2 separate regions of the Gossypium hirsutum genome follow, and region 2 is linked to region 1. Evidence: chromatin contacts called from public Hi-C data. All regions are on one chromosome and are shown on one strand. Each heading gives the region's core, a stretch centred on a gene start, on an enhancer-like site or on the middle of the called end of the contact. The rest is flanking DNA. Distances are from core to core; before and after follow the strand shown.

Evidence for each region. A called contact is a pair of places that touch in the nucleus more often than the background predicts.
Region 2: a contact with region 1 is called in a Hi-C map of leaf, with 2.8 times the contacts expected there. The contact joins the promoter of LOC121211045 here to the enhancer-like site in region 1. A contact is called at or near these places in 8 of 34 Hi-C or Micro-C datasets (callus, hypocotyl, leaf and 2 more).

The regions. Positions count from the first base shown.
Region 1 is chrA02:11,188,268-11,194,684 of Gossypium_hirsutum_v2.1, forward strand. LOC107951629 (serine/threonine-protein kinase STY46) reads left to right here. Exons shown (of 16, transcript XM_016886743.2): 12 at 750-845; 13 at 1,205-1,285; 14 at 1,375-1,425; 15 at 1,907-2,047; 16 at 2,125-2,373. The coding sequence ends at 2,154. Among protein-coding and RNA genes, the nearest start is that of LOC107951629, 17 kb to the left of the region's middle. Within about 2 kb of position 3,229, at least 3 of the 9 cell types and tissues checked have an H3K27ac peak or open chromatin away from gene starts, as enhancers often do.
Region 2 is chrA02:11,402,518-11,408,934 of Gossypium_hirsutum_v2.1, forward strand. It overlaps LOC121211045 (G-type lectin S-receptor-like serine/threonine-protein kinase LECRK3), which reads right to left and starts at 3,695. Exons shown (of 2, transcript XM_041083245.1): 1 at 2,263-3,695; 2 at 1,361-2,219. The coding sequence starts at 3,695. The coding sequence ends at 1,361. It overlaps LOC107910443 (fructose-1,6-bisphosphatase, cytosolic-like), which reads right to left. Exons shown (of 12, transcript NM_001327037.2): 10 at 6,389-6,417; 11 at 6,185-6,260; 12 at 5,748-6,006. The coding sequence ends at 5,893.

The DNA.
Region 1 (6,417 bases), core at 1,979-4,478:
GATGCTTATGGACATGAAATCGATTGCATGGTTGTCCTCTATTAGGAAATTAGTTGAAGTGTTTCTGATAATATTTCAGTAAAAACTCTTTCATTGTGTTAAATACTCATGTGGATCAACACAAAACTGTTGATGGGGAGAAGTGGTTTATGGCAGTTCTGAAATAACAAAAATAAGCAGTGTGATTATCATATTGTTTCTTGAGAGCTATCTGGTACACAAACCAATTGCATGCGGGATTTTGAGAGATTGCAAGTATTTAGTATTTAACTGTAGTATATTGTGGTTGTTTATAGTCATCATAAGTAGCAAGTTATACTGTTGTAGCTGGACTTAACTGGTTTCTTGTTATTGTAGTTTGGCATGTTTTATTACATTGTTTATGATGATAACTTCTATAATGTTATTGTCACAAGCAAACCTCTTGCTTTTGGAGTTCAAATGTTTTTGGGAACAGTAGGCGTTGCATTTGGTGTAGCATGTGGAATTTGGGATAGTTTAGGATAACCTTACTAGTCCTAATATCGAAGTTGTCATGAATCAAGCAGCTAATTTTGATTTTTTTTTGTTTTCATCTCATATTTTGGTGATTAATGTTTTAAAGTATTTTATTGGTGGTACTGAGTTTGGGAGGTTAACTGAAGTAATCTGTATTGGCATCTGTACAATTGTTCATATAACAGTTCAAAGGGAGATTATTGCAATATTTCATATTTTCTAAAATCAGGAACTTTATGTTTTCTCTCAAGGTTGTCAAGGTGGCAGATTTTGGTGTCGCCCGGTTCTTGAACCAAGGAGGAGTAATGACAGCTGAGACTGGGACATATAGATGGATGGCACCTGAGGTCTGAATTCTCCTCTATTTATTTTCTTTTTCTCCATCCGATAGACTCACTCAGTGGCTGTGTTGCCTTGTTTAATTATTCAAAATTTGGTATATATTTGATGATTCTGATGGGGGAAAATTTGTGGAAATTACCTCTATTGCTGTTCTTTTTATAATCGCTCTAATATTCAGATACTTTGTTCCTTCCGTCTGTTTTATCGCAAAAATTAAATGAGCTACAGTTTTCATTTTTCAGTTCATATGTTATACACCTGGTCATTTATCACATTTTTTCCTTGCTTTGTACGTTAACCATCATTGTGTTCAACTTTTTGTTAGGTATTGTATAATCATCTTAACTTTTTTTACTCCCACTAGGTTATAAACCATCAGCCCTATGATCAAAAAGCTGATGTATTCAGTTTTGCTGTTGTACTGTGGGAGCTAGTGACAGCCAAGGTATTTTCCTGAGATTATACAGAGTTGATGAACAATTCGATGTTAAAACGTTTGGAAACTATTGATAAATTTTTTCCTTGGTACTGCAGGTTCCTTACGATACCATGACACCACTACAAGCTGCATTGGGAGTGAGACAGGTCAGCATTTATATTTCGGGAATTAAACAATAACCTCAACTATACCATAATTTCATATCAAGCTTAAGAATTTTTCCAGTAACTGAGATCTTTTATTGAATTTAGTTTCCTTTTTTACTCATATTATTACTACATCATGCATTGGATCGAAGCTATTGTCTTTGTAATGTTTTATGGATTTGTTTTGTCCAATTTTGAGCATGATGTTAAGGTGGCTTCCCTTTCATTTAGTAAGGAATATGTGCAGTTTGAGTGTCCATCAGATACTTTATAGCTTTCGCAATATATTCTTGAGATCCATTTTTCTAGCATGCTATCTGCTCTGAAATGTACTTATCTTCTGAGTCTCTGACTCCCTTTGGGTGCTTTGAAGCCTGCTTAATACACACCCAAAGAGAGCTTCAATCTGTTATGTTAATAAATCTGGGGCTGTTAACATGGGGGCAAAAGCTTTTCTTACGTCTTTTTTCTTATTTTTCAGGGCCTGCGTCCGGAACTACCTGAGAATGCACATCCAAAACTCTTAGATTTGATGCAGAGATGTTGGGAAGCGGCTCCTGACAAGCGACCGTCCTTCTCGGAGATAACAACTGAGCTTGAGACACTTTTTGAGGAAGTTGAGGTATACAATCTTCACAATAAACTTTTACTTTCTTTGAAGAGTGATTTCTTTGCATTTAATAAAGTGTAAAATTACAGGAAACAACAGAAGCAGTAAATGGGAACTGAAGATTTTTGTTATGTAAGTAACCAGATTGACACATTTTAATATATCTTTTCATCACATAGTAAGTATAACTACACACGGAAGGGACACCCTAAACAAAATGCTGATTCGTAATTCTTTTTTGGTTGTCTGTTTTGTTTTTGTAATAACACTCTCTTACTTGAACATGGTGTAGAAAGAAAAAAATATGCTTAAATGCAAATATGATACGAAATTTCCTAGCTAGGTGATAGTTTTCTTCTGGCTATTATATCACCGTTCTTAAAGTACTTTCATTTATTTGTTGTTATTTTGGATTAAAAGAACTTGATTCTTTAATGGATACATTTTTTCTCCACTATTTTTTTCCCACTAGTTTACTTTTTTTTTCTCGTAGTTAGTACATTGTATTTAAGTTCTATTCTTTGAGTAGTTAATTAATTGTAATGTAAGTCACATTACACTTCCAAGGAAACAACACTGATACAAATTTTGGAACCGATATTCTTGGCAGGATTAGCTATGAACCTGAAATAATTAGGGAAGAAAAACTCATGTTGCCATTTGAACTTGCCATCCATGAATCATTTGATTTATGGCAATGGTTAACCAAGGCATCCTTGATTTCCAAGATAGATCAAAACTATAGGAGTGGATAGTTAATTTCACAAATCTAAAATAAATACCCAAAATTAATTTAAACATAAAAATATCATCTCTTTAATTTGTACAGATAACGGGGACACAATATATCTTGAGCATAATTTCTCAATAATCATTTCCCGCCACAAGAAACACATCATTGATCAGAATTTGGCACCCCATTCCAACATTAGAATCGTCCTCACGCTCAATCAATGTCTCCGTTTGAGCCTCCTGTGCCATGGTTTCCGCCAACTTGTCCGGACTTATCACCAACTTCACCTTTCACACTCTGGGTGTTGCTGACTCCTCTGTGTCGGTTCTCTTCAACATTTGATATGGAGACGAAGAAGTGGATACAAGATCGTTGTTGTTGAGGGGTAGGTAAGTTGGCCTGCGCGGAGCTTTTTGTTTTTATATAGTGGCTGCTTTTTGTTGTGAGGTAGTTAGTAGGGTGTGGTAAATGGCCATGTCTGGGAACTTTTTGGTTATGCACATGGCGGTGATGGGTGGTGATAGCTCCATGATTCCGCCATTGGGAGTTGCCACTTTATTGTTTCTATAGCTTCACTGAATGGTTTGAAAACGCAATTGCCCATATTAGGTCACTGCTGCCCTCTTTTGGTGTCCTTGTGGGCATACTAGGGTTCATCAGCAATTTTATCAATTGCTAGCACATAATTGACTTCAATCATTCCTTCCACTACCTTTTCACGAACAAAGCTACAATGCTTCATTAGTGCATGCTAGACAAGATTTGCAGCGTGGGTCACAGCATTGGTGGTAGCACACCATATCTAGGTACATGTGGCAAGTTGATACCCATCTCATATAGCTGTAACATGATCCTCATCATCACACAGTGTTTGCCTAGCGTCAATATTCAGCTTTTGCTGAAGACTGAGATACAACCACTTGCTTCTTGGAGCTTCAGCCAATGTTTAGGAACAATCAATATTCAGCATAAATTGTTTCAATTGCCTCAATATGAGTATGAGTAGCCTACCAGAAATTAAATTTTTGCATGGCTAGAACAGTAACCCTTGATATAGCGTTCCTTTCAGATATTTAAGGATACACTTAATAACTTTCCAATGCTATACTTCGTAAATCGACTTTGTTAATATTGACGAAAATAATGAAAAATGTAGGCGGTACAGACGAATAAAGTAATTGCTTATATATTATTCCACTCAAACTATACACGTTAGAAAAGCTAGAAAATAGAAAGAAAATATCTGAACCATATAGTTCTACAAATCAATCTATTAATTTTTAAGATTTTTATGTATAAGCTATATTTCATTATCTCCCTCAAGTTAAAGAGTGTAAATGTTACAAATATAATACACTTGAGCTCCATTAAGAGTTTTTATGAAAATATCTCATAGTTGATTTCCAAATTTCACACATATTGAATTTTTTCATGATAAATGAAATGACCATTTATCTCAAAAGTTGTGAAATTCAATATTTGAAATAATATGAAGAGCAACTTGATCATCACGTTATATTTTCGTTGGTAATAGTCTTTAAGATCAACTTCATTCTATAGTCTGTATACCCATATTATTTCACTCACAAGTTGTGCCATGACTTTATATTTAGATTTTGCACTAGATTGGTACGTTACATTTTGTTTCTTGCTTCTCCACGAAATTAAATTCCTTCTAATAAAAATGTATTATCCCATAGTGGGTATTTTGTTGACTTTGGATCTTGCCAAATTTGCTTAAGAACAAAACATTCAATATTGGTGTGTCGATGATTCCTATACAATAGCCGTCTATGACTTCCCATCAAATAACATACAATTTGTTCCAAGATTTCCCAATGATTAACAATTGGAGATGAAATGAACTAGCACAGGGTGAGCAATATATGTGAGTTGTAGATGAGGCATTATTGGTGTGCTTTCGTTATTTTTACCAATAGATAGAGAACATATTTTCTCTGAGACAGACATCGCCTTTCTTACTTCATGTGACCTCAACCCCAAAGAGGTACTTCAAGTACTCCAAATCTTTAGTTTGAAACTGAATATGAAGAAGAAAATTTCGAAGATGAAATGCCTGCAATATTACTTCCAGTAATGACAATATCACCAACATACACGATTAAAAGGATTATACTAACCTCAGATTACTTATAGAACATCGAATGATAACAATTACTTTTCTTCAATCCAATTATTGGATTACCTCACTAAATTTACCAAACTAAGCTCGAGGGCTTTGTTTCAAACCATACAAAGATTTGCAAAGACAACATACTTTCCCATTCTCCCTTTGAACAACAAATTCATTGTGGTTGCTCCATATAGACTTCTTCATGAATCTTGATGTCTAGTTGATGTAAGGGCCAATTGTGGCAGCTATCATAGAGATGAATCAAATAAAAGCTACTTGCAACGCTCCAAATTTTTCGATACAGAAAGCGGCACTATTTTAGGACACATTAGTGAAATTTTGAGAAAAAAATTGAAAAAGGAGATCGATAAAGATAAAATTTAAAGGAATTATAATGATTTATGGTCGAAAATCAATGAAGTAAATTTTGTATGTGAAAAGGTGGAAAAATGACTAAATTGAAAAGCTAAAAAAGTATGAGGATTAAAGTGTAAAGTGACCAATTAGAGAAATTATAGATTGATAATGATTTATTGATATTAATATGTCATGGGAAATGTATTTGTATCAAGAAAAACCAAGTTTGAACTAAATTGAATTAAATAAAAAGAACAAGGACCAAATTAAAAATATTCCATTTTGGTCTAAAAAGGATTAAAATGAAATGTTTGCATGGTTGAATATTATTATGGACCTTATTGATGATATGTGGAGTTTTAATGTGTTAAGTTTCATATTTGGTATTAATAAAGTGAAGTGAGATGAAAAAGGGACTAAGAGTGTAAATTCTCCATTAAAAGATATTTTGGGACTTTTCAATAGTATCGTAATGATGGTTTTAGAATTTATTTTTGTATTGATATTAGAAATTTTAAAGCATGGAAAATTGTGGGCCATCCATTTACATTTTGAGTTGATTTTGACTATCAAAGGAATAAAAGAAAGGAAAAAAAATATTAAAGCTTTCATCTTTTCCTCCCTTTGTGTTGTCCCCCTTCGTGAAAGAAGAGAAAATTTTCTATTCTCATTTCTTCCTTCTCTCTCTTAAATCCAACAAAAAAAATCTTCACTACCAAAGTTGTTTGTTAAAATCTCATAAAAAACCCATTTGTAAACCTAATTCCACCATCACGTTCATCATTAGAAGCAAGGGTTTTCATGAGCTAGAGAAAGCTTGAGTTAGTATGAGAAAGTGAAGAATAAGGTAAGAAACTGTATTTTTGACATCTTTAATACGAACATTTAAGGTTGTTTGGTATGATTTCTTTATGAATATGATTTTTGGGTATTATGTGTGATATGTATTGTGAATGAAAGAAATTGATATGTGGGTGATGAAGTTTTAGGCTAGTGAGAATAACGAAAATTGGTGATTTTGCTGTCTAAAAGGAAGGTAAGTACTCAAGGAACCATCTTTACCTTATTTGAAGTAAAATTGATAATCCTTGGAGTTTAAATGGTTAAATGTTAAGATGAGATTACTCATTAATGTTCATAAGTGAAGGAAATAGTTTA
Region 2 (6,417 bases), core at 2,445-4,944, 210 kb after region 1:
ATGAATTCAAGCGTTTTAATTGGTTACATATCATGATTCACATGCTCAAATTATGTATTTTTTGGTGAGGGGCTTAATTACTTTTTATTTTTAAATTATTTTTAGGGTTTATTTGATATTTTAACCTAAATTTTAACCTTTTTCTTTTTACAATTTTTAATAATTTTAGAATTCTCAAACTACTTACTTTTATACGAAATACAATTTTTTTATTAACGAAAATAAAATTAAAAGCTTATATTCATGTAACAAATCTGACGTGGAAAACTGTTCCATATAAATAGAAAACATCCAACTTTTTTGTTAATTTGATGTTTATTTATTTTTTAAATAAAAAATGAATTTGACCCTCAATCTTTCAAAAATTTAAATTTTTTTTAATGAAAATACTGATTGAAACGTTTAATTTTTAGACATGATGACCTACATGGCAATCCATACTTTCTTATTGTTAATTTTGTTGAAATTTTATGAACTTTTAATAATATTTTTAAAACTATTGGATTGTTATTAATTTATAAATATTTTTATAATTTTTAAATTATTTACTGATGTGACACATAAGATAAATAGTGTCATGTAATATGAAATATATGTGAATTGCTACACCGATACCGTTAAAAAAATTAATATTTTTGTTATAAAACTGGTTTAACTCTTTTTAAAAAAAGTTAGAATTAGCTAGAAAGAGGGGAAAATTAATGAAAAATAATTATGGCTATGTTAATATTTTAAGTATTTATGTTAACTTGGTCAGATGGTTAGCAAAATTAGCTTTCCCACCAACTAAAGTGCTTGAACTTTGGGTGGAGATTAAGTCCAAGAAACATTATTCAGTAAAGCCCAAAATATAGAACAATCATGTATTCAACCCTAATGTATTTTGTTGTGGTAAGGGAATCCAATATTTATCAAATTTAGATAAGGGTGGATTTGTATAATTGTTTGTAATTATGGATATAATTAGTGAATTTTGTTAAATTGAATATAATTAAAGCACATCAATCAAAAGTGATTAGACGAACAATCACAAAACAGCTAGATTCAAATTCAGTTATTTCGTGAAATTTTAGATTTGTTAAAATTGTTTTTATATAATAATATTAGCATTTGAATTAAATAGAGTGTTATTATTTAAATTTAAATTTATAAATTAAATTAATTGCTGTATATGTTAAAATATGAAAATATTTACTAAATAAATTTTTTAGAAATAAAGCAGATATAGATTCAGAATCTATTATTTACAAAAGCATAATAAATTCGAATAATAGATACTCAAATTATAATTTTATCAAATAGCAATATATCACAATTTATAAACTAATGAATGAATTTGTAAGATTAAAAGAAAACCCCCTCATTCCAAACTTTGGGAGCTGACAATGGAGGTAGGACATGGAGGATCAGCTATATTTACAGTCCCTTCCAGCATCAATATAACCTTCTTCATTGATGGTCTCGATGATGGCTCATCTTGCGTGCACCATAGCCCCACCTTAACCACCCTCTCTAGCTTCTTCTTATCCACTTCATCTTCAGGCACTAGCTTGTTCACCTCATTAGCCTTGAAACAATCATACACCCAATCCACAAGCATTGCTTCATTGTCCGGTACATTCGTTTCCGTTCTTCGACGACAACAAATGATCTCGAACAACATTACTCCAAAGCTATATACATCGGCTTTCGCAGTTATAGGCATGTTTCGATGCCACTCCGGTGCAACATATCCCCTTGTCCCTCTTATCTCTGTAAATGTCTTGCTTTGGTTAGGCAGTAGTAGCTTGGCCAAACCAAAATCCGCGATTTTCGCGTGCCCTTTGTCGTCCATCAGTATGTTTTCGGGTTTGATGTCACAGTGGATGATTTGGATGTGACATTCTTCATGTAAGTAAAAGATCCCTCTAGCTATGTTCAATATGATTGCAAGTCTACCTTCCCAATTTATCTTTAAATTGGACTTAAAGAGAAAATCTGCAAGTGACCCATTTTTCATGTACTCATACACCAAGAGCCTATTCGTCCCATCATAGCAATAACCAAGTAATTGAACTAAGTTCCTATGATGAGTTTTCCCAATTGCTTTCATTTCATTTCTGAAATCTCTTTCTCCATCATCCACCACTCTCTCTAGTCTCTTGATTGCTACGATCCGCCTCCCGTTCGATATGATTCCTCGGAAAACCGTCCCATACGCGCCTCTACCGATGCTATCCCTGAAAATTGTTAGTTGCACTCTTTAGCTCTTCATATGTGAACGATTTCAATGTGACATCCTCCACAAATCTAGCATCTCTTTGGTCAGAAATCCTTTTGTACTGTTGAATCCGATGCCGGTATATAATAACACCGGAGAGCGCTAAAACGAGAAACGCGACCGTCAAAGATGCAATTCCGGTAATGAAAAAGTCCATTCGGAGTTTACTCTTTTTAACTCGGCCTTCGTGTATTGTCTGAAAACCGGTTACCATTTTCACGAACGTTGTCACTCTGCCTCCTGTTCCTCTTCTCCCGAATCTTAATGGTAGTTTCAACTTGTGGCAAACTTGCTTTAAGTTTTTATATATGGCAACTTCACAGTTACAATCTCTTCTACATTCTTCTCTGCAGTCGTCTTTGGATATTGATTCGAACGTAGCATAAGGATCTTCTTCCCAAGACAAACTGTTCATATCTTGAACATCTAAGTTTTGATCCTTATTGATGCAGGCATCTTCTGAATAATTTCTTCTGCATCCTGAGTCAGTCCAGTCCGGGTCGATGAAATCGAACCCAGGGAGACATTTGCATATAGGATTCCTATCCATCAAAGTACAGTAACTATTCACACCGCACAAGCCATAGGGATCACACTTATTCTCAGTGGATGACCATCGGATGGACCAATTACCAGATTGGTTAGAACTATGTGAATACACTCGAAATATACCTTCCGCATCGATACTTGCTCGGTGGATGGGGTCACGAGAGACGCTAACGGTCTCGGTAAAGTTTTTTATAATGAATCCGGTAGCATTCAGGAGGTAAAGATGACCATTATTGTCAAGATTCATGGTCACATTATCTCCCGCAGTAAATGCTCCAGCACTCCAGTAAGCAGTATTATGTTTTACTGCACCCATTGGATATTGCACCAGGTTCCCATCTGGCTGCATCACGATTTGAAACTTGCCACTCGTATGATTCGCTTCGGATACATCGGAAACCAGCCGGTGACCGGGGGAAAGCCGCTGACCCGGCAAAATGGTGTCTGTTGGGTAATCAAAACTCTGCCATATGATCTCTGAACTTGAATTAAACAGCACAAAGTTGCCAGTGTCAAGCATGGAAGCTGAGGAAGCAAAACTCGCATTTCCAATGATGCTTGTCTTCCGTCCTTGATTCTCTTGCACAACAAGCCTACCTTCCGTGTTGAAAAGCAACGTGGCATGGCTCGAAAACGGCGTTTCATCTCGGTTTACCGTCCATACGATGGTTCTCGGCTGAATGTTTTGAAAGCATATGCATATAGCGAAGCCATTTCCATAAGGATAAAAACCAAAGGCGAACTGACCAGACTCTGATAACCAATGTGAATCACCGGTTGGCGAAAGAGAAGAAGCTAAAGAAATGTTGGAAACTGTTGTTTGAGCTTGTGATGTGAAGATTATGCAAGTTGTTATTAAAAGAAAGAGAGAAAAGAGGAGAGCCATTTTTGGAAGTTTGGGACTTTAGTTTGTCTCTTTATGAATAGGTTTTAGCCATTTTTGAAGGCCTGGTTAAGTTGAGTTGGAAATTAGGTTGAAGATTCCACAGAAAAATAAGTCACTATTCTGGGCCCTTCAGTTTTCATGGAACATGATGTTTTCTGAATTGAAACCGGGTCTTGAGGGAAGAAAATAGTTTACAAATCTTGATTCAGCAGCCATTGGCTTGTTGACTTTCCTTCCCAATGCTTTTTATAAATCAAAATTCTTTATTCAGATCTTTACTTAAAAAAATATCAAATTCCTTTCCTCGTTGGATCCAAATGATTCAGTCTTTAGAATGTTACTTTCATTTCTCCTATACCAAGCCTTTGAATAGTTCAAACCTTAATACAAAAAAGAAAATTATACAACAGCCAAAGCAGACTTCATGGTTTTCGGTAGGTTTTCCTTTTGGAAGGATGCGATGCATGACCATGCGTTTTGACTCAAAAACTTTTTGGGTTAATAACAGCAAACGTCTCCAAACTATGGCATATGTTTTAAATTAGCTCTTAAAACGTTTTAATTGAATCCTAAAAGCATTAATACGGTATCAATCAGTTTTTTTCTTTTAGCCTAGCCGTTATAAAAGTTAACTATAAAGTATGTTAAAGAAATAAATAGTCCTTTTTTAGTTGTCTTTTAACATATTAAATTCACGTTTCTATAAAATGATATTACATATATGTATATATGATTTATATATGGTTCCACTTCATATATAAGCATGTATTTAACACCGAAACTGATGTTAGACTATTGATAATTTGAAGATTTAATTAAAACATTTAAAAGTTTAAGATTTAGTTTGATATGCCTAATGTAATTAACCCAAACCATTTTTTTTAATGATTGATGTGAATTTAGTGAAAGTGAACAGGATTGAATTCCATCTTTAGATCTGTTCTTATCCTTGAAAAGAATTCTTATTATTGACCCAAAGAAACTTAGAATTATTATTTTCTTAAATTTTAAATGGCGGGTGGCTTAGAGTTTTATAATACCAGACAATTTCATTCTTTAATTTATATTAATTTTTCATTTTTGTTTAGGTAAAATTAAGCAAAAGTATTAAAAAAAATTATATTATCAAGAGAATGTGAGTAATATATTATTATTGTAATAATTACACAACATAATGTTTTTGTTTTAAAAGTTTGGGATTGTATGCTGTTTAAGTATTTTTTAAAAAAAATTACATCTTCCTTAAATTACCTTACAATCTCTTGATCATGTATCATTTTTAACACTTTTATCCTTATTTTTAATTACTTTAATTAATTTTATTTAAACCAAAACTATATATTTATTATTGTAAGTTAAGTAAATTTGACTTTATCAAATTTATTACAATTTTCTTCTTAAAATATTACTTTTATAACAAAGCTATGTTTTTGTCAAACTTGCCTTTAAACCATAACAAATAACACTTTAAAATTTTTTTTCTAGAAAAACATATTTTTCTTTTTTCTCGTCTATTTAATTTAAAGATGTATCCTAATTACTTATCTCTCAAGAAGGGGTTATATGAGACCGTGGTTCTATCTCATTCCTATCTCTTTACAATAGGAAAATAATAAATCATAATTTTTCTTTTAATTTTCAGCTTTTTCCTCTTGAAAAAAATCAAATCCAATAAAAATACTAAAATTTTGAAAAAAAAATTCTACAAAAACAATTTAATGAAATATGCTTTGTATATTTTGTTAACCTAACAACAAAATGGTTTATTCTAGCCAAATGAATCAAACCATGTAAGATAGCATCAACAAACAGGGAAAAAGATTGTATGAAATAAGAACACCACAGAATCTGTATTTATTTGTCAATAGTTTAAAGCCTTGAAATTCAAGATGAAATTATTGATATGATATTAAACTATTAAAAATAAATAATATCCCTGTTTCATACCATCATTTTTCAAGTAAATAGTAAATAATATTACAGACTAGTAATTATATGATAAAAAAAATATCAAGCATAACAGTTAAAATAACTTTTTTTTTTATTCTCATCCCATATCTTTTGGGGGAACTTAACTATTGTTCAATATAAATATAGTATCCCATTACAAAATAAGCTTTGAAATGGGTTAAATACTTTGATGATTGAAACCTGAATCCAGTAAAGATAGAGTGGGAGAAGAATGAGAATTGTACACTCATTCCTTTTTCCCTTCAGCAGCATAGAGTGCTTTAATTTCTTCAATATCATCATAGCTGCCAAGAAATATTGGTGACCTATCATGTATCTTAGTTGGAACCAAGTCAAGTGCCTGCAAAAGTTACCACGTTAAAAAATCAGAGGTCAGCATGAGCAAGATATTAGCGATTTTACCGGCCACCATTCATTGTTGCCTACGAAAACTTAAAGACCATCCCACACTCCACAAGAAAGCATTACACGGATATCACTAGATCAGATTGGTACCAGAAAAAGTTCAGTGTAAGTACCCGTTGCTTTCCAGTGAACGCTTGACCTCCGGCATTTTCCATCAAAAAGGACATTGGAAAGACTTCATAGAGAACACTGGTTCACACAAAAACATGGTTAGAAACTAAGCCTCATAGTCATGGCAAATGAAAATTCGTGTTGGCAAAACATATTTAACAAACAAGCCTGCAAGTAAATGGGAGCACAAACTGCATTTAACATACCGCAGCTTCCCACTGGGGCTCTTCTTATC